Regions from separate parts of the Mus musculus genome. Here region 1 is linked to region 2. A link is a contact called in public Micro-C data. All regions are on one chromosome and are shown on one strand. Each heading gives the region's core, a stretch centred on a gene start, on an enhancer-like site or on the middle of the called end of the contact. The rest is flanking DNA. Distances are from core to core; before and after follow the strand shown.

The links. A called contact is a pair of places that touch in the nucleus more often than the background predicts.
Region 1: a Micro-C map of muscle stem cells shows a contact between it and region 2, with 3 times the contacts expected there. The contact joins the promoter of Bach2os here to the enhancer-like site in region 2. A contact is called at or near these places in 11 of 39 promoter capture datasets (the 3T3-L1 cell line, 3T3-L1-derived adipocytes, the C10 cell line and 6 more), 10 of 484 Hi-C or Micro-C datasets (B cells, the C2C12 cell line, CD4 T cells and 5 more), 3 of 115 datasets of contacts at active chromatin or transcription factors (CD8 T cells, Th17 cells and memory CD8 T cells) and 3 of 9 other capture datasets (adipose tissue, embryonic stem cells and liver).

The regions. Positions count from the first base shown.
Region 1 is chr4:32,568,376-32,573,463 of GRCm38.p6, reverse strand. It overlaps Bach2os (BTB and CNC homology 2, opposite strand), which reads left to right and starts at 1,802. Exons shown (of 5, transcript NR_026843.1): 1 at 1,802-1,880. All of the region lies in intron 3 of Bach2 (BTB and CNC homology, basic leucine zipper transcription factor 2), which reads right to left.
Region 2 is chr4:32,402,798-32,408,027 of GRCm38.p6, reverse strand. It overlaps a transcript of Bach2 not described here. Among named protein-coding and RNA genes, the nearest start is that of Bach2, 12 kb to the left of the region's middle. Within about 2 kb of position 2,282, at least 78 of the 459 cell types and tissues checked have an H3K27ac peak or open chromatin away from gene starts, as enhancers often do. A contact at or near this core is called in the C2C12 cell line, CD8 T cells, Th17 cells and 3 more, where this site is marked.

The DNA of each region.
Region 1 (5,088 bases), core at 553-3,052, 170 kb before region 2:
CTGTTGAATGACCACTGCTACTGTAAGCCATTAAGGTTTAGGCACGATTCCTACTTTTAAGTCCTTCACAAGTCAAGGTAAATATTTTTAAAAGAGAGGATGGCAGGGGTGGGAGAGATGGCTCGATAGTTAAGAACACCTGCTATTCTTCCAGAGGACCCAGGTTTGATTTCCAGCACACACACACACACACACACACACACACACACACGAACATACATGGCAGCTCACAATCATCTGTGGCTACAGTTTCAGGGAATCCAATACCCTCTTCTGGTCTCTGTTGGCCCCAGACACACACGTGGTACAGACAGACATACACACAAACAACTATAAAATAGAAATAAATAAATAAAACTCCACAACAATGAAGAGAGGATATCACAACTCTGGAGGTGTCTTCTCTGTTGTTTAATTTTAGTATGTATTATTTTGTAAGAACGGCAACTATGGAGACCTGATGCAGGGAGTGGTCCTCATCTATAAACACAAGAAGTGAAGGTATGGAAATTAGGAATTCAAGGTCATCCTTAGCTACAAACTGACAAACTGAGTTTAAGGCCAGCATGGGCTACTGAAGACCCTAATTGTTTTGTGTGAAAACATTGACTTTGTGTCTGATGCAGAAGCTGAGAGCAAGCCCAGGCTCTCTCTCTCTCTAGGGCCTTGTCAGTCTCCATGGGGTTTGGAGTTCAGGTCGGTGACATTTTTAAAAAATGATTTATTTATTTTATATATTTGAGTACACTGTCACTGTCTTTAGACACATCAGAAGAGGACTTCAGATACCATTACAGATGGTTGAGAACCACTGTGTGGGTGCTGGGAATTGAACTCAGGACCTCCGGAAGAGCAGCTGGCGCTCTTAACCACTGAGCCATCTCTCCAGCCCCAGGTCTGTGACTTTTAACAGCTTCTCTCTGCCCTTCCTTGCTAAGGCGGTGCTGATGGTTTGGGAACTTCTGCAGTTACATCTGTTTCTGCAACTCCTGCACAGTTATGACCTCAGCAATCTTAGCACTTGGGAGGAGGTGGAGGCAGGAAGATTAAGGCCACCCTCAGAGGCCTGTGGAGTTCCAGGCCAGCCCAGGCTATTAGACCCAGCTCAGGTTGCTTAGGTTTTTTTCTCATATTCAATTTCTTGGCTTGGCCAGCAGATGGCAATGTAAGCCTAAATGTCATGTGCTAGGCTAACCTTTAATACTAACACCAGTCAGAGAGGCTAAACTTACAAGTGTATGTCAGTCAGGTGTGTTGTGTTACACCTTTAATCCCAGCACTTGAGAGGCAGAGGCAGGTGGATCTCTGAGTTTGAGCCTAGCCAAGGTTAAATACCGAGAGCTTGTTTCAGAAAAACTCAACCAACACCCCCACCCCTGCAAGAAACCAAAAAATTGAAAGCGGCCACATTAAATAAAGTAAAAACAAAACAAAACAAAACAATCCAGGTGAGTTTCATTTTAAGAACATGTCATTTATCCCAGTGTATAAAATATTTCTAATGTAATCTATACAAGTTATTTACAAAAAATTCAATGATGAAAAATTAAAATCTAAAGCACATTTTATTGTTCCAGTATTGTTCCACAATTCAGATGGGTCCCCACAAAAGGCTTGCTAGACATGTGTAGGACGTGCCCAGGAATCTTACAGATCTCTCAGGAAAAAGAGTCACTGGAGAAAGCATGTGGGCCTGGGTTTATTGGTGAAGAAAGCAACTTCCTGTTAGGATTCAGAGGGTGGAGTGTTGAGTCTGTGTTCTTTAAGAGGTCAAGGGTATGGCTAGTCTGCCCTGAATCTGGGAGTTATCTGTTGGTTGCATCAGATAGTCATGAGGCTCAGTCCTGGTATTTGTGCCCAGTTGATCACCATGCACAAAGGTAAGCACACTAAAGAATCATTTGCCTTTCCTAGGGCCGGGTGAAAATTCTGTCGGGTTACTTCCTAGCTGTGCACTTACTCCATGTGGCACTTACTATGCCTCCCATGTGGTGAGTGCAGGCAGGACAAATGGCTCCTTTGCAGGCTGTTGGAAAGGCCTTTGCCTGTGGGGCTGTTTCTCCTAGGCTTCCAATGATACAGTGCACTGTTTATCTCCATTTTCCAAGCTTTGGATAACAGACACTCAGATCCTAGATGGTGCCCCAGCAGCACACAGGTCGTCAGTTGGAGACATAGCACCTGGGCATCACAAAAGCTGTGCACCCTTGGGGCTCAGGGGACTTCTATTTCCACTGACAGCAGAGCCATCTTACTTCAGCTCCAGACTGTATTTGCTTACTTGCAGAAAGAAAACATGCCACAGAGCAGATCACAAGGAAAGTCTAAAGGGCTTCCGCACCGAGCGCTACTGTATTTAAAGCCATCTAGACAGCAAACACAGACCAGGTAGACAGGATGGAAGGTTGGCGGGGGAAAGGGAAAATCAACAATGGCAGTGTCAAAGTCCTTGGAGCAAAAGCAAACCACACATGGAATTTCATCAGGGATTGTTGCAATCGGGCTTCGTTTTTAAAGACGGTCAGTGGAGAAGAAAACAGTCAGCCATACATCTTCTTCTCTCTCAGGGGGAAGGGAGCCCTCACTCTTGTGCTGGGTTCTGTTTGTAGATCTGCTAGCCACACAGCAAGGAGGAACTTACACTGACCAGCAGGTGGGAGCACCTGCCTTGTTCCTCAAGGGATGCGGAGGCTCAACCTCAGCCCTCGGCTGTTTCCAAGGCAACGGGCGGGCATTCCTGGAGATGAGGGGCAGCCCTGGGCCTTTCCAGAGGAATATTTTCACAAGCTTTTGTGTGCATCCATGTACCCCACACAGGGCTGAAAACTAGGTAATGTGACAACGTCTTGGAAAGCCGACCAGCTGCGAGAAAGCTCACGCCTCTGCTCTTTCCTCCAGGAGATTAATACAACGTACACAAGCTTGTACAGCTTGCTGTTTGAGTCAGTGCTCCTGCCTAACATATCCTTCCAGACGGTACTTCTCATCAGAGGTGTTTACTCTCTGGGTCCCCAGAGACAGCACAGAGTAGACAATATGACACAATGAAACATTCTGCTAACTCTCGCCCCCACCTGTCCGAATAGCCTGCTGTTATGGCCAGTGGACTCTGGGCAGGGAGGCTGCACGGTAGACAGGCCTGGGAGATTTGTAGGCGATGAATCTCTTTAGTTGTGGACTGCTTTGGTTTTTGGTTAAGGCTTGGAGACAGAGGAATAGTCACTGAGTCAGCAGGCCAAATGTGAAAGAGGGTACTATTGGCCACTGCTGCGGTTTGCACAATATGTTCCTGTTGGTCATACCAGTCTTGCCAAAGTGCTGACTCTCTCCCTGCCTCTGGAACCCACAGGAAGTGCAGGATTAGAGGTCATTTTTCAGTATGGGACCTACACTGCTCGCCAGCAATGCCCGGAGGAAGGTTAGACTTTGTGGGAGTCCCAGCTTTTTAGCAGTCTGTGAAATCAATTCCTGCAGTTTGTAGCCAGGGACCCCTGACCTAGAGATGGCAAAGGGCAGAGAACCTTCTGCATGAGACCTAACCTGCCTTCTCGGCACACTTACATGGCCAGAGAGAAAACCTAGACAGGGAGGCTGGGAGATCACTGCTGCCTAACGACTGCCCACATCCTGTAGCCTAAACCATTTCCCTCATTTCAATTAAGATATCACTGAAAAGCTAATTTCCTATAAAGAATTCAAAGATGAGACAAAAGAGGAAAAGTTCCTGCTCTTAAGCAATGCTTATTCTGCCCTGGTGCATTTCTCTACAATGTTTGCTCTGCACAGTTTTTATGGAATTGTGACAGTGACACTCTGCCCATCTCATCCCACCAAACTTTTAGGCACACATTTCACTTGCCCGTTACCTCTGGTTTGCTGGGCAGAGACTACTGAAGGAGGAGGGTAGAGAAGTAGATTTGGAAGCAAAAGCCAAAACCAAGAATCTGTTTCTTCTACGAGTCCCAGGAGCAGAGCGGCCTGTGGAACCTTTCCTGCTTTGATATTTTGTTCTCATCAGACATGAGCTGAAGCCACAGGCGTACAGGGCCAGGCTGAGTGGGCACCCTGGAGACCATGGCAATGTACTGGCTCTCCAAGATGCTTCTGCGCCATGTTATCCCCAGGGTATCTGAGATTCACTCCTAAGACCACAGGAATTAGCATTGTGGTCCCAGGAAATCCATTCTCTCTGTTCCAGACCTCTTGAGGGTCTGTGAGTCAGAGATAATAATTGCTCCACTCAGCTTCTGGGCTTGCTATGAGAAATAAAATCGGGCAATAGAAAGGAATTGCCTTGTGAGCGAGGTGAGGCACATCTTTCTTTGTCATATGGTTTCCTCTTCCAGGCATATAACATTAGGAATTCCAAACACTGAGCATGTTCTAGACAACATGAAAACACTGTTTTAATCATGAATACAGTCGACTCCTATGCTGCCATTCAAAGCCGTCTTTTTATTAAGCAGAGCAATTACAGGCACTTGTAAAAACATGCTTCATTTACGGAACCACAGAAATAATTGTAAAAATCTTACACAGAAAGCTATCCAGTCAGTTGGGAAGAAGAAGGGGTTTGGTGGGAAGGGGCGGGGGGATGAGAGATGGTAATTGGGGTTGAAAACGATCAAATTATTATATATTTTTTGGATTTGACAATGACACTGTTTATTTGTCCCCAGAACTTTGCATGGGTCACATCATGGTATTCATTACCAGAATCCACATCAAGACATGTAACAAAGTGACCTTCGAATTAGAGCTGTGGGTGCATGTTTCAAATTTTTAAAAATAAACTTTATTATAAAACTAAATGTCTTAGTCAATGGCTTATTGCTGTGAGGAGACAGCATGACCATAGCAACTCTTCTAAAGGAAACCATTTAGTTGTCCTATCCTACAGTTTCAGAGGTTTGGTCATGGCAGGAAGCATGGAGGCTAATGCTGGAGCAGTAGCTGAGAGCTCTACAGAAAATGATCAAAATTTGTGATGTGGTGGTGCACACCTCTAACGCCAGCATTTGGGAGGTATAGGCAGGTTTCTGTGAGTTAAAGGTCACCCTAGTCTATAGATTCAGTTATAGAATAGCC
Region 2 (5,230 bases), core at 1,033-3,532:
CTAATCTATACAATCCCCACAGGTAGACCCATAGACTTGTCTCACAAATGATCCTAGATCCTGTCCAAGTGATAATATTGCCCTCCACAATAAACATGTGAACCAGTTCCTCAAAACACATTTATTCTCGTTTATTCTCGAGTCTTTCTTACACACACACACACACACACACACACCCTTCTATTTCTCTGGAGAACCTTGGTTAGTGTACTGGGATATACACTGATTCTTTAACATTTTGAACAACTGCTCAAAACGCTTCCCATGATAGTACTCTTTTACAATCCATCAGTAGGGTCTCCACACCCCCACAGGCATTGTGGTAGTCTTTCGGACGTTCATCTCACTGGGGGTAAGGTGACATCTCATTATGACTGTAATCTATATTTTCTAATGTTTAATGATGTCGAGTGTCGTTTCATGTACATATTTTCTGGAAAATGTTTTAATTCTTTGCTTGTTATTGAGTTATTTGCTTTAAGAGTGTTGAATTACAAAAATTACTTATATAGCCTAGATACTAAACCTTTGTTAGATATGCAAGTTGCACATATTTTATCTCATGAATAAGGTTTGTCTTTTTTACTTTCTTAATGGTCTTCTTTAAAAGCACAGAAGTTTTTAATTTTTACATGGTCACCCTTACCTGTTGTTCCCCCCCCCTTTGTCTCCTGTGGCTTTGGAGACAGTGTTTCATGCCCACACCGACCTGGAACTTGCTGTGTAGCTGGTCTCTATCTTGAGCGCACCCTTTCTCTAGCTACACACCCTACCCAGATAGGCTGCTTTCTTGTAGGAGTTCTCGAGATGCTGAATTCCACTGTACTGAGTTAATCGTTGTGTGTGGTGTGAGGTGGAGTACTATGCTGTCTGTTGAAGTGGCTCTGCAGTGTGACCTAAAATAAGGAAGTGTGAGTCCTCCAACTTTGTTCTTTAAGATAGAGCTATTCTGGGCCCCTTGCTTCTCCATATGAATTCTAAAAGCAGACTGGCAATTCCTGCAGAAAGAGCCAACTGGGCTTTTGATGGTGGCTGCTTTGAATATGTACAGTTTGGGTAGTATTATTATCTTAGTGTGTCCTCTGATTTATGAATATTGGATGTCTTTCCATTTATTTAAGTTTTCATAATTTCCGTACTGTTCTATAGTTTTTGGAGTTCAAATGTTGTATTCTTTCCTTATAGATTTTTGTTTATTTTTTGGGGGATAGGGTGGTCTCCCTATATTTCTCAGGCTGGTCTGAAATGCCCTAACATGGATTCAAACTTGAGGTCCACCAGCCTCTGAGGTCCACCAGTCTCTGCCTCCCAAGTGCTGGGATTAAAGGCATGCGCCATCATGCCCGGCTTGTTTCTCATTGTTAATATACAGAAATGAAATTAACTTTTGTATGTTAACTTTTCAATTATTCCATGTTGAATGTGCATGTTTGTGTCTGTGTGTAAGGGCAGGCATGCATGTGGAGACCTAAGGACAACTTCTGGGAGTTGGTTCTTTCCTTCCACCATGGGTTCCAGGGATGACACTCAGGTCTTTACGCTTGAGTAGCAGACATGTTCACCTTCTGAGCACTCCTCTGGCTTATGTTGTCTTCTAACCCTATGAACTTGCTGATCTTGGTTATCATTTCAAATAGGTTTTCTTTGCATGTACAGTTTTTGAAGATGGGTTAGAGTCTTAGGTAACTTTTAATATTCTAAAGCACAGGCAAAGTTTAGCACAATAATCCAACTGCACGATACACACCCAGAGCTCACCCTGCTAATCCCTCCCATCGGAGGGTGGTGCCCCTGCTCTGGGCATAGAGCATGCAACACGCCTCTCCACTGACAGCCTACATAATGACTAAGAGGGGTAAGTCCCTGCTGTCTCAAGTCCATGGTGAGACACAAACTTCTCTTCCACAGAATGCTGTTATAAAGAGAGCTGAGGTCACAGCCCCCTTGTCTACTTACATGGGCACAAACAGGTGAGGGTACCATAGAGTCTGGACTTACTATTCTCAAAGTAAAAGGACTTCTGTTTCCTTCCAAGAGAAACTGTACTCTTAACTGATCTCTGCCGAGCTGCTCTCTTCCCCAACAACCTGGGGCTCTGTCCCAAGGTGCCTTATTTTGAAGGGCAATCACGGTCGTTCTCACAAAAACTGCTATGCTTGATGCAAATGGTGACTGTTTCCTATCAGACACATTTTGCTTCAGCCAGCCATCACTCAGCGATGCTTTACATCTCTCATCTGTGAGTCACTGACTTGAGAGTGCAGCTGCCCAGAATACCCAGGCATATGAAAGGATCAAAATACCACACTTTGATTGATTCAGAGAGTTATTTTCCACCACAGGCAGCCTGAGAGCTTCTGCCTTGTCTCTGACTAATTGGAGATGGGAAGGAGCAGATCAAGCCACTCGCTGCACTTGGGAGACCATCTCTCCTCCCCTCAGGCACAAGATCCCAGGAGTAGAGCCCTGTGTGTGCGCTCCACGCCGAGATGCGTCCAGAGGACGCTCATCTGAGTGTAATCTGGGTATCAGAGTCATCGTTTGAAGGGATCCTAGAATTTCGGTTTGACAAAAATCGAAAAAAAAAACATTTTAGAAAGAAAATCGGATTTGCGTGTAAATGAAGAATATTCCTGAAAAGAAAGTCTGTTACGAAACTGAAATCTGGAGACCGCGGTGGTGCCAGTTTGAGTCATCAGTTCCCTCTACACCCTAATAATCGTGGGCTCTTTGATCACAATGACTGCTCAGGGTGATGCTTTTCTTGTTTGCTTTTTTTCAGTACTTCATTGTGTAAACAGGGCTGTCTCGCTACTGTCTTGCAAACATGTTTACATTTGGGGATCAGAGGGAACATCTGTTAGAAACAGATTTTATGCTTTTCTGTCAACTTGGGGGAAATCTGAATCGCATTTCCTGGTAATATTATTTTAAAAGCTCTTGGAGGGTTAAACAAACTTCTACAGGCAGGACATTCGCCGGCAAAGTGTGGTTGCTCTCCGTGTCTATATCTAAAACTCGGTCCTGAAAATATTCAGATGAAGTAACTATTAACCAAAGCAGGTATTAATTACTCTCCATTTTCCTAAATAGCAGCAGGCTGATGAGCTAAGTGACCTGGTCAATGGGAAGGCAGCAAAGAGGGGATTACAAACTGACCCTTCATCAGCACCTACAAAATCCTCAGGTCTCAAAAGTCCTCTGATATTATTTCCAAAAAAAGAAAAAAAAAGTTACAATTCCTCACACTGTTCTGAGATTGCTTATTCTGGGGCAGACAAAGGAGAAGCTGGGTGGCAGTCACAGAAGCCATCAGGTTCCTTGTCCACACCCTGCATCAGAGATGTGGGCTAGGTGCCCTGTGCAGGGGCAAAGCCTAAAGGAGAGGACAATATGAGGGTTCTGGGCAAGAAAACTTCCAAACACATCAACGGCATCTGTTTCTGTGGCACCTATGGTAGCGATACCTATACGAGGGCCTGGTGGCCTGGCAGGATGGGGTAACTCATTCTGGCTTTACAAATCAAGGCAAAAGTGTTGTCCTGAAGGAAGAGGAGATTCAGGCAGTGAGGCCCTTCCACCCAGGCAAGAGGGGCTCACTCTAGTTCAGCCAGACCAGAAAGCCCCTTCACCCTTGTCCTCCATGAAGTCTTCAATCCTCTCTACCTTCAGTGTCCCAGAATTTCCTCCCAATGGGTCCCAAGAAAGACTCAAAGTTCTGTGGATGCCATTCCTCTGAGTCCTTCCTCCTTCATAGGTATATCAACCTGAAAGGCAAGCAACCAGCCAGGACAGCTACCCTGAGTGGTACATTGTGTGTGTGGCCTGGAAGTTCTCCAGCATGCAGGACAGCACAGTGTGGGAACAGGAGGAAAAGCAGGAAAGAGCTGTTGTATATTGGTTCCCACACTACCATGTCTCTAGTTAGAACTCTAAATGCCTGACTATTGTAAGTTCAAACCCTCTCTTCTGGCCTCTGAAAACTCTCACACCATGGCAGAAGGACCACAAACATATCTCAGATAATCCATTTGTGAGATTTATTTCTAATATTTTAATATTTAATTATATGACACAGGGTCCAATCAATTGTGTCCATGCCTGAGACCTTATGAATGTTAGAAGCAGGCACGTACAAGGCTGTGTACACAAGGGCTGGTCAGGGGCAGACTCAGGTACACACCAATACACAGGCTGTAGACCTGGATCCTCTGAAGTAGAAAGGAGTTTGCCCAGAAAGGCCTCCTTCATGGGGAATATTACGCTGAACAGGGCTTAGTTAAACCTTTACCTGTTTTGTTGTACTGGTAGACAAATGTAACAGGGCAGCACAAGCAAAGGTTAATCTTAAAACCACTGGGGCCTTCCCCTTTGTGGTTTCTACCTCCATGTCCAGCAGCAAGCTCCCTGAACACTCTGATAGGACCAGTGGGAACCGAACCAAGAACAGCTAGCTATGAGTGGAGAGCAAACAGTAAAGTAGGCACGGAGACAGAACACAGGCGATAAGGCTGAACCATAAGGAGCAATTAAATAGCTGTACGTGGATGCATGAGAGATCCATCTTAAAAGCCCACAGGACACCCCCACTCTCTGGAGTTTCCCAAAGTCATTTCAAACATTTGCTGCTTCCTGCTTGGCAATTCTTTTATCTATGTTTGGGGGTAGCCACTCTACAGCTACCACTGAACAAGGAGAGAGGACAAGGAAAGGGCAATTTTCCTAATGCTAGTCATCAAACTATGCTTTCAAAAGACCTATGTCCTAAATTTGGGATCCAAAGCTTTGAATAATCGGGCCCTGCCTACCTCAGGATGTCCCTTGGATCACAGCAACAGTCCCTCTGCAACAAGCTCTATGTTTTCTGTTCCTCTCACTGTTCACTACGGGAAGAACAGATTTCAGAAGGGAAAAGAAGACAGAAGCAGGGGCTTGTGGCCCCCACCTATGCTCAATGGATTATCCTTTTCTTCTTGAGACAAAAATAGGGCATGAGGAAAGCTCTAGCTTGAAGCTGAAGTTTCACCACATAGCTAAAGCTGGGGATAAATTTATCCCCAGCACTAAAAGTAACACGGCATGGATACCCTGGGGCAGAGCACCCGGTGCCCCCCGGGCAGGGCACATGCAGTTATCCTCACCACTTCAATCAAGTCAGCAGTCAATGACAAAGAAGCTACACTTCCAAGAATAAATCCTCCCCAAAATGACAGCATCTGGGGAGCTGCCT